2 separate regions of the Mus musculus genome follow, and region 2 is linked to region 1. Evidence: chromatin contacts called from public promoter capture Hi-C data. All regions are on one chromosome and are shown on one strand. The core of a region is the stretch at or near the end of the contact, and the rest is flanking DNA. Distances in the headings are between cores, read along the strand shown. Region 1 holds the start of Lmod3 (leiomodin 3 (fetal)). Region 2 overlaps Frmd4b (FERM domain containing 4B).

What was found. Promoter capture Hi-C pulls out the DNA fragments that hold promoters and counts their contacts.
Region 2: a promoter capture Hi-C map of liver shows a contact between it and region 1, with 2.7 times the contacts expected there. The contact joins the enhancer-like site here to the promoter of Lmod3 in region 1. A contact is called at or near these places in 5 of 39 promoter capture datasets (embryonic stem cells, hippocampal neurons, liver and 1 more), 8 of 484 Hi-C or Micro-C datasets (the N1E-115 cell line, liver and myocytes), 2 of 115 datasets of contacts at active chromatin or transcription factors (CD8 T cells and embryonic stem cells) and 3 of 9 other capture datasets (adipose tissue, embryonic stem cells and pancreatic islet).

The regions. Positions count from the first base shown.
Region 1 is chr6:97,251,440-97,256,932 of GRCm38.p6, reverse strand. It overlaps Lmod3 (leiomodin 3 (fetal)), which reads left to right and starts at 4,176. Exons shown (of 3, transcript NM_001081157.2): 1 at 4,176-4,655. The coding sequence starts at 4,362. Gm32191 (a long non-coding RNA gene) reads right to left here and starts at 4,029. Exons shown (of 4, transcript XR_869294.2): 1 at 3,823-4,029.
Region 2 is chr6:97,290,033-97,295,204 of GRCm38.p6, reverse strand. Frmd4b (FERM domain containing 4B) reads left to right here. Exons shown (of 23, transcript NM_001346637.1): 22 at 2,710-2,842. Among named protein-coding and RNA genes, the nearest start is that of Gm32191, 40 kb to the right of the region's middle. Within about 2 kb of position 3,449, at least 34 of the 459 cell types and tissues checked have an H3K27ac peak or open chromatin away from gene starts, as enhancers often do. A contact at or near this core is called in adipose tissue, liver and myocytes, where this site is marked.

The DNA.
Region 1 (5,493 bases), core at 2,927-5,426:
TCCCAGGTGGAATCAGTCTCCAGTGTTGTTCTCTAGCATATAGAATCCATCTTCCTTAGCATTTCCTGCAACCAGAAATGGTTGCTGTCATCTCCCGCACTAGAATGCAATGGCTTTCTCTGCCTTGATTTCTACCACATTCCTAGCTACCTAACGTAGTGCATGGCACAAAGCAGGCCCTCACCAAACATTGTGCCTTGAGCTATGTAAGCCTGGCCTGTCAGATGAGTGCTTGGCCCTTGCCCTGGGATTCCCAGGCCCAGGGCAGTGTCAATCATTTCTGGTTGCATTGAAAAGCAATGGGAGAAGAATGAGCAGAGTCTTTGAGGCATTGGGCTGTTCTAGATTTACACATCAGAATCACCAGAGGATGTTCCCCGTCCCCCCAAAAGCACAGATTCCAAGACCTCATTTTGAGAATTCTGATTCAGCAGCTTCTAGCAGGGAGTCGATTTCCTTTCTTCCACTAGACTCCAATCCAGAGACAGTTGATCTGTGACCCATTGGGCCATGCAGGTGATATACCTACAGGTAGCTGCTTGCTCTTGTGGTCATGTTGGATGCTGAGGTGGCAAACTGCTGAGGTGACCACTGTAATGCACTATGAAGAGCAAACACAGCTAACTCATCTCAGTGTCCAACTAATCAGCCCTGTGAAGCCCTGTCTGCTGGCAGGAGGGTAAGGTGCTCTGGGAAGCAACTGAGAGAGATTTAGTCACTTCCCACTCATGAGAGATGCTGTCAGAGGAATCAGGACTCCTTGTAGCAATGATCTTCAATCAGCTTGGTCATCAGAGGCACGGGAAAACAAGTGGCATACCTCAGGACCAAGTGATAATCTGAAAGAATTCAAATTGTCTTTCTCGGGAGGGTTCCATATCTACATTTCACTGCTAAGCTTTTGTGTTCTTCATAGGCAATTGCATCTAAAAGACGCTTGGCTACTTTTTGTAAAATTGCCAAGATTTTTAAAGCCTCTTGTTTGTGGCTGTTAATATAATGTTTTCTTTTACGGAAGCATTTCTTTTTTTAAATGCAGGGTCAAAAAATATGAAAAACTAAATTCATTTCATGTAAATGCATAAGTGGTCCTCTTAATGTTATCCCATGGTAAGTTATATACATATATGTTACTATGCCTCTTACATATATATGTGTATATATGAATACATACATATATACATATGCAGGTATGTTGTGGTGGTTTGAAAATGCTTGCCCATGGAAGTGCCACTATTAGGTGTGGCCTTGTTGTTGTTTTATATTTTATACTTTGTTCTTGTTTTTCCTTAACTGTTTCTGTGGCTGATGCTGAAATATGACACACTGTGTTGTTTGAGGGGATGACTAGGGGGAAACGCACATACATGTTCAGATGCACTTGTTATCCTTTTTTTTTTTTTTTTTTTTTTTTTTTGAGATAGGGTTTCTCACTGGCTATCCTGGAACTCACTCTGTACACCAGGCTGGCCTCGAACTCAGAAATCCGACTGCCTCTGCCTCCCAAGTGCTGGGATTAAAGTCATGCGCCACCACTGCCTGAAGATGCACTTTTTTCTAAAGGTTTTTATCTATTGATTTGTTGACTCTGGATGAAGAATTCTGGAGCATAGAAAGATGTGTGTGTGTGTGTACACATATATGTCTTAGGGCTTTATTGCTGTGAAGAGACACGATGACCAAGGCAACTCTTATAAAGGACAAAATTTAATTAGGACTGGCTTAGAGTTTCAGAGGTTCGTCACCATAGTGGGAAGCATAGCAGTGTGCAGGCACACTTGATGTTGGAGGAGCCAAGAGTTCTACATCTTGATCTGAAGGCAGCCAGAAGGAGGCTGTCTTCTGCACTGGGTAGAGTTTGAACACTAGGCAACCTCAAAGCCCACCTACACAGTGACACACTTCCTCCAACAAGGCCATGCCAAATAGTGCCATAGTGCCATTCCCACAGGCCAAGCATATTCAAACAACTACAACATACCTGCATATGTGTATATGTATGTATGTATATATATATGTATATATGTGTATATGTATATAATTAACCATGGAATAACACTAAGAGAACCACTTAGGTCTTCACATGAAATACATTTAATTTTTCATATTCTTTGACCCTGTAATTTGACTTCTTAGAATTTATCCAACTTAACCTAAGCAAATAAACTTGGGTGCATACAACCATGTAGCTAGTAAGATGTTCATTGAAGCCTGTTTGTACTTCTGAGAAATGAAAACAGTTTAGATATGTAACAATTAAGGATTGGTTATATGAACTATGCACTTTATAAATTATAGCTCTTTACAGAGAGATCTTAAAAGTTATGTTTTTCTAGAATATGTAATTACCTCAAAAGTAATCTGATTTGATCAAGGAGAAAACAGAGAGCAGACTGGATATGGGTGGTGCTTGCCTGTAGTCATGACACATGGCTGTCAGAGGCATGAGGATAGCTACAAGATCAAGACCAGCCATGCCACGACGTGTGTTCCAAAGCTACCTAACAAAACTATGTCAAAAACAAACAATAAACCAAAGAGCACAGGGCTAGGGGCGAAGCCAAGGGCAGAGTTGACTTCCAAGGTCAAATTGCCAAAGGCTATAAAGATGGCATGTTGATCCAGAGTTCCTATTTCTAAAGAAATGACTGAGACAAGCCAAAGCATTCATTGCAATTGCTCTCAACAGGGAAATAAGGTGAAAAATTCACACTCTCTCTTGTTCTGTATCTTATGTTCCTGTTTGTACAAAAATATCTAAATTTCTGAGTAAAGAGTTGCAAAACTCAGAATTTGACAATAGTTAGCCTATGGTGACACACGCCTTTAATTCCAGCACTTGGGAGGCAGAAGCAGGCAGATCTCTGGGTTCAAGTCCAGCCTGGTCTACAGAGTGAGTTCCAGGACAGCCAGGACTACACAGAAGGACTCTTGTCTCTGGAAAAAAATATAAAAATATAATATATATGAAATATATAAATATATAATGGTGAAGCCTTTCTCCAGCCCAGCCCTCTAGACACCTATACCCCTCCCTAAAATCACGTGAAATGTTTGGTTTCTTATTTATTATTCAATAATCTATCTCACTGATATTTTTATATTTATCTATTTGGGTTGTGTTGGAGACAGGGTCTCTCTATGTAGCCCTTTTTGTCCTGGAACTTGCTATGTAAACCAGGCTGAGCTTGAACTCACAGAGATCTGCCTGCCTCTGCCTCCTGAGTACAAGTACAAAGAGACTAAAGGCATCCAGAACCTGGCCTGGCTCTTATTTTTATTTATGTACATTTGTTTAACTTACTGTCTCAAGACTATCCTGTCATGCACACTGTTTTAGAGTTTTGTGTAGCCAGCTAATGTATACAATTGTGCTTTCACCTTGGTGGGAGTGTATCTGAGGTATATACCTCAAAAGGTAGGGTTGTTGGATCAACATAAATGTATGTTAGCAATTTGAAAAAAATTAGTGTCCCTCCCCCACAGTTTACAAAGAAACTCTTTTCATGTCCCTTTTCTCCCAGTATTTCAACAGTATGATTACAAACATTCTCTTCAGAGCCATCTTAATTTAGCTAGGTTTGATAAACACTTACTAAAGACATAAATGGTTTTAAACCCCTTACATGGCCCCTCTCCCTTACATGGAAATTCAGGGCCTTGTTATCCCCATCTGTCAGGTCACAGGATCTAGGTGCAGATAAGAGCAGCTTGCACCGGTTCACTTACACAGGGGTGAATACCATAGCAAGACCTGAGCTGTTCCCTTCAGAGGCACGGCTTCCAGAGCCTGCTGGAAAGATCAGGCAAAGCCCAGCTCACCGGCCACCTTCAGGGGACGACGCTTCTATTCCAGGAGAAACTGCATTTGCTGGCTGGATTTTCATTCTGATGTTTTGTGAGTTGTTTAGATAAGCAGCAGCAGGCTCCCCGGGAGATCTAGAGCATGGGGTGTGGGCTCCCTGGGGTGGGAGGGCTTTAGAAAAGAATGCGTTTATTCCTGCAGAGATTCCATAGCCCGGCTACTCGCTGTCTAGCCCAGCAGCTGTACTGAAATGTCAGATGGATTTGTCCAGATGACTCAAGTTGCCAAAAAGGGACTCATGTAGTAGTTCCACAACTTGACTCTGCCCAGAAAACCTTGCTTAATATAGATCCCACATGAGCTGAGCTATAGTCACTCCCAGCAGCTCAACCAACACCATTGAGTGAGAAAATCTCTCAAGGGTGGGTTGGCCTAAGATATTTGTTAATTAGAAGACACTGAGGTGTTTGCATACTGATTCCTTCTTTAAAATATATCATATTGGATTATTTCTTCTTTTCTGGTGATCTAGAAACAGATAGAAAAAAAGTAAACTATGTCGGGGCACAGCAGGAATTCGGAGCAAGAAGACACCCTTAGTGAGGAGCTCGATGAAGACGAACTCCTAGCCAACTTATCCCCTGAAGAGCTGAAGGAACTGCAGTCAGAGATGGAAGTCATGGCCCCTGACCCCCACCTTCCTGTGGGGATGATCCAAAAGGATCAAACAGACAAGGCACCCACAGGAAACTTCAACCATAAGTCTCTCGTTGATTACATGTATTTGCAAAAGGCGTCTAGACGCATGCTGGAAGATGAACGAGTTCCTGTCAGTTTTGTGCAGTCTGAGGTAACCAGGGATCTGTGTGGGACACAAATGGCTGCCGGGACTGGGCTGGCAGGGTAGTGTTTTGCAATTGTGATTTCTCAAGACTGAATGAAATGTGTGATTCTGTTTTGGATTTTGGCACACCTAAATTAAATTATAATATTAAGTTCTAGCCCAGGCTGTAACTTTCTGAAAAAATAGTATAATTGCAAGGTAGTGGGGAGAAGGTGATAACCTCTTGTCAGTGTTTCTCTTTCAACATTGGCACCAGGGTCTCTGTGTGGAGTTGGTGGTCTGTAGCCATGAATGACATGTAATGGTTTAACACAGAAACAGCTCTTCTGTCTTTTTTTTTTTTTTTTTGGCTTCTCCTTTTGAGAAGCTTGTCCAAATTCTACTCCACATTTCTCCAGACTACTTATGCACATACGATATTTTACATATAATGTCAAAGATTCCCCACTTCTGAAGAAATCTGGCCATACACTAAGCCAAACCCAAGACTGAAAACGTGGGCACACTGTATGTGCATTGGGCATCAGTGATGACACCTGAAAATTGATGTCTAAGAAGGAATCTTCAAGAGAGTCCTCTCTTGAGATACTTATCTAAAAACTAGAGCTGGCATGAGTTTTGTATAAAGCACAGTTAAAATTTAATTACATTTTTTTATTATTAGGTGTGTGTGTGTGTGTGTGTGTGTGTGTGTAAGTGTGTGAGTGTGTGTGTAGGTCAAGCGAGGTGGCAGGTACCTTTACCTGATAAGCCGTCTTGATGGTTCTAAAGGACAAATTTTAATGTTGCACTTAAAAATGATTGAGAAGAAAGAAGACAGATTTCTTATGTATGGTTTCTTTGG
Region 2 (5,172 bases), core at 2,200-4,699, 39 kb before region 1:
CATTAAGTAAGGATCACACATCCCTTCCCACTGGCCAAGATGTCATAAATCTAAAGATCGAATATTCCTGCACCTGCCTGCGTAACGCCTACAGTCATTCCGATAGAACTGGTATTTGTCAAGTATTTTTCTACATACTTTGCTTATCTTATCTCAGTCTATACTGTTCTCAACTGAATTGCTAATGTAAGGAATTTGGGAGGCTGGGGTCATAGCTCAATGTTTGCCTGGGGTTCTTGAAAACCTGATTCCATGCCCACCGTCATTACTGAAAACTCCAGGAATTTTGGTAGCTAATTTTGATCATCAAAAGCATTCTCTTTCTAACCCTGAAATGGGGAGCTGGCTACTCCCTCTGCTCCCATTTGCAGAGTACCTGCTGCACACCCTAACCTGTTCTGAGTAATTTGGAGAAATAGGAGCTGAGGACTGGTCTGCCCAGCATAGTGCTAGGTCAGTATTGAAGGACCTCAAGGTCCTTTGAAGGGTGTCATCAGCAACTAAAGGAATGTATGAGTTGAAGAAATGCATGAATGCTTAAACTACACAAAAACCTGGGTCCTAGGTGGGAATTTCCAAGCCTGTGGAACAGTCAGAGTGAGCTGTTCCTTTGTGATTCATAAGATTGTTGACAAGAGACATTGCCATGGAGAGTACTGCTTGGGTTCTATTTTATTACTATTTCTGCGACCTGGACTTCCGGGATTATCCCACCTATGACCACATCTAACACAGGAAGAGGTGTCTATCACTGTTTCTTGTGGTTTATGGCTCTGATGTAGAGGACACCTATCCTGCTCAGAGGACCTCCTGAACTTCCTCAAAGCTCAGGGTGAAGCATGGAAGGCTTTCACGGGTCACATCTGGAGAGAGTTCCCCAAGAATGAGAGCAAACAGGGGTCTGGAAATTCTTGTGGATGGCTTTTGGTGCGCACGCAGGGCTGGGGAAACACCCACAGGAAACCAGGTGTGAGTCAAAACCCTTGAGTGTCTTGGCTGTTGGTTTTGTATCTAGGGCAAGGGTGAAAACGGAGTTACTGCTTCCTGGTTCAGACCTGGTATCAGTTCTGCTGACTGCACCACCAAGAGCATTCCTCCTTACCCCATCCCCCACCCCCTTGACGTTTTTTAAATAGGATCTTACAGTGCATCCAGGGTTGACCTCAAACTCATGAGTCCTCTCCCATGCCTGCCCTACCACACCTGGCTAAGAGCATCTTTTAGAAAGAATTAAGTGGATGAAATCAAGGCTCCCGGAAATCCCTTCTGGAATGTTCCTGCCCCTACTTTATAGCTTTGGAGATGTATTTCTACAGGCTCCGATCATTCACACGGAGAGCTACATTTCCTGTTTCTGGTTAGTCAGACTCTGCACCACCTGAAGGCTTCGTCATGACTCAGTTTCAGGAGTGATCATAGCCACCTTTTCTTGGCAGCTCTGTGTCAGGGTGCCCTTTTAATGGGAGCAGCAGGGCTGTAGGGCGAGAGCTGTGTGTTATGATTCTTATTTTACAGTTAAGGTGACTCTCTCTGGTTTAGATAGAGTTTGAATGACTGCCAGTCCCGTAGGCTGGCAGGTGACAAAGTAGGGCTTCCATCCCAGGGCTAACAGTATGACCCCCGCAGGCTTCAGAGCCCTTCCCTCGGTGCTCAGTCTTGGAAACCCTCCGTGAGCATCCTACATCTGTTAGTGTAAATCAAGTGGCATTGTGGCCAAAGACGCATTGTGAAGTTTGTCAGTGGCAAATGCAAGTGGCTTGTGGGTGTGGAAAGAGGTCAGTGGACAGAACGTGAGGAACAGGAAGAACAGTGAGCAGGGCTGTCTGTGAGGCTTAGACACACACAGAGCTGCCGAGTCACCTGTGCAGCCCAGGCATGGGGCAGGACTGGTTCCACAAAGAGAAGAGCAGAAACCCAGTGATAACCAGTGACACCCAGTAACATTCCTTCAATCAGGCTCTGCTTCCAAATTGTACCCTTGTCATCTCCTGGATCCACCCTTCTGCAAAGCTAGCCTCTTCCACCTCCTGCTAGCTTCACCCTCCACTTTTCAGTCAACAATAGAAAACGCCCTGCCTTACCAGTGGCCAGTGTTGCCTTCAGCAGTCAAGTCTTGACAAGTGACCTGGCTGAAGGCTTTTCCTCCACATTCCTCTCGACGGATTCTCAAGTACCATCTGGTCGGATCTGAAGCCCAGGTGGCAAGGTTCTCTCCCTTTGAGAATCCACTCCCTTTTCCTTCTGGGCTACTTCAAAACGGGTGTTCTTGAAAATAATTCTGTCTTCCCTTTGGACTAACTCCTGTTAATAGTAATACTTACCATGTTGCGAGCCTTTATTCTGCACTAGGCTAACTATGTTCATCATAACCTTCAGTCCTGGTGCTGTCACCACAGAAAATGTACTTACCCTCTCCACAATAAGAAAACTGAAGCTTCAAAAGGAGGAGCTATTTGCCCAAGTCACTCAGCCGGCTATTAACCCAGAAAATTGAACTGATTATCAATTCTGGCTCAGATAGGGGTTTCTCGTTCTCAGAGGTAGAACAGAGGCAAGGCCTGGACCCACCCCCTCAGCAGTGGCAAACACAAAACTAAACCCAGGCTTCCATCTCTCTGCTCTGCACATACCGGAGTGTGAAGCAACCTGAACAGATTTAGCTTGGAATAGTTCAACTAACGTTCTCTCTCTTTCTGTTCTCATTTCTAGTGTCTTCCACAAATGCTTCTGGGAACTGGAGGACCCAGTTAACCATTGGGCTATCTGAATATGAAAATCCAGTGCATTCTCCCTACACCAGCTACTATGGCAGCATCTACAATCCCTTGTCCTCTCCGAGCAGGTGAGAAAGTGTTGGCCAGGTTCTCGGAGCCTGGTCCTCTTTGAAGGACGTGTGGCTCCTACACTGCAGCCTGGTGGTGAAGAGGCATAAAGTGGGATTTGGTAAACAAGAGCCTACAGGCCCAACCCAACTACCACCATATTCAGTAAATAGTGTTACACTGGAAAGTGGCTATGCTCATTACTCTACCTGTAAGCTGTGTGTGTGTGTTCACACTCTGAGGACAAAGATAAATGGCTGTGACAAATAAGACATGGCTAGCAAAGCCAAAAATACTTTTGACTTCTAAAGTTTCCTGAGCTCCATGTAGCTCACCCAAATTCAGCTCTATCTCTTACAGCTGTACACTTTAAAGTCATAGTCTCAAAGCCGGGCTGCTCCTTCTGGTCTATTTTAAGGGTGTGCTTAAAACTGTATTGTGGATAATGTCCATTTAAGTCTTTTCTGGGAAAGAGAAAACCTACACACACACACACACACACACACACACAAAACCAATCTCTGTCCTCCAGTCAAGCTCTTTGTATCAAAGTCCAGCTAACAGTTGTTGAGTTGGATTTCGCCACTTGCTGTGTTTTGTGATCACTAAGACACGGTGGACACAGCCAGCTGTCCTGTTTGTCTTCTGATGTAGCTCCTTGTAAACAGCGAAGGGAACACACGGGCACAGTGCTTGACAGTGCGACTTTAAAGAAACGTGACTTCTTCCGATGAGCACGTGACTCCCCTGGCATAGATGCTAGGCAGGTGGATGGAGCAAATGGTCGTCGTATCATCTCGGGCCTGTTAAAAGGAACTCTTCGGAGGAGGAGAAGTTAGCTTCACTCCTTCCTCTTATCTCTGCCGCCCTCACCCAGAGTGCTGTGAAGACACGCATTTTCTGGGTTTTTAAAAACTTGCTCTTGCTGTAGAGACTGCAGTCTGTACAGTGTCTGTGCTATTGAACTGGGCAGGTCGGCAGCACCCCACGGAGGCAGCTGGTGTTCCGAGCTAATTGGAAGTATTCACTCCTCCCGTCCTTGTTTTTCTTCCCCACATTCCATGGCGTTTTTCTTGGCTTGAAATATTAAGCCAATTGTCTCAACCCAACAAAGGGTGTGCTCAAAATAGACTTTTGGTGAAACTGTACTTCACAGGGCGTCAGCGGGCTGGGACTTGTATAAATAATGCTTAAAAATGAGTTTGCAGCAGGATCCAAAATTCATGGCCCCAAGTCTGATCTGAACCCTTTCAACACAGCTAATATATTTGCAGATATTTTCCGTAATTGGACAATGTTTCCCTCCGTTCTGCAGAGTCAGTGCACAAGTGGTTCCGATATCTTTTAACACTGCGTTCATTGAATCCAGGAACTGCTAAACATTCTGAGAAGAAAACTTTTTTTTTTTTTACCAAGTCTGCTTATGTATTTCAGTAAGACCAAGATGACTGAATAGAGGAGCTGTGTCAAAGGGGACATAGTGTGCAGGAAATTGGAAGCTATTTAAAGCTCCATTGTGGTGTGGGTGGGTGTTCACACTCACAGGCCCTCATTGTGGAGAACATAAGGGAAATAATAAAGAACTAGAAAGATAACAATGGAGCTGTAATCTCACCAACCAGAGACAGGAATACTAACATTTGACACATTTCTCCATTTCTCTCTGTCCATTCTAACATGATCATAATGATATAGTAAATACAGTTTTGCATCTTATATTATGTATAAAATTATACATCTCATTCTCAAAATTTTGATATCATATAAATACATTCCTATGTAGTTAAACTTTTTTGGGTGGTTTGGATTTTTTTTTCAAGACGTGGTTTCTCTGTGTAGCCCTGGCTGCCCTGAAACTTAATTTGTAGACCAGGCTGGTCTTGAATTCAGAGATCCACCTGTCTCTGTCTCCTGAGTGCTGGGATTAAAAGCAAGCCCACCGCCTAGCTAAAAGTGTGTTTTGTAAGTTCCTGCTTTTCAGATGAATGACAACATTTATGGCACAGAAATAATAGAAGCACATATTTCAACCTGCCCTATGTAGGATTTAAAAAAAAACAAAACTATGATACAATCTGATTTTTTAATTTAATTCAATTTAATAAACCAAACACAACAATAACCATTCATAAAGTTTCATAAATTTGCCTTAAGACTACATGATGCATTTTTAAATGTAAACATGTTTTTAAAGCTGCTGTGGTGGTTCATGCTCTTGAGAAGCTAAGGCAGGAGGATTGCTGCAAATTTGTGGTCAACCTAAGCTACATAATAAGATTAAAATCAGTGAAACCCTGTCTCAATAACCATAGCAAAAGGCATGATTTCTAAATCAGAGACAGAATACATC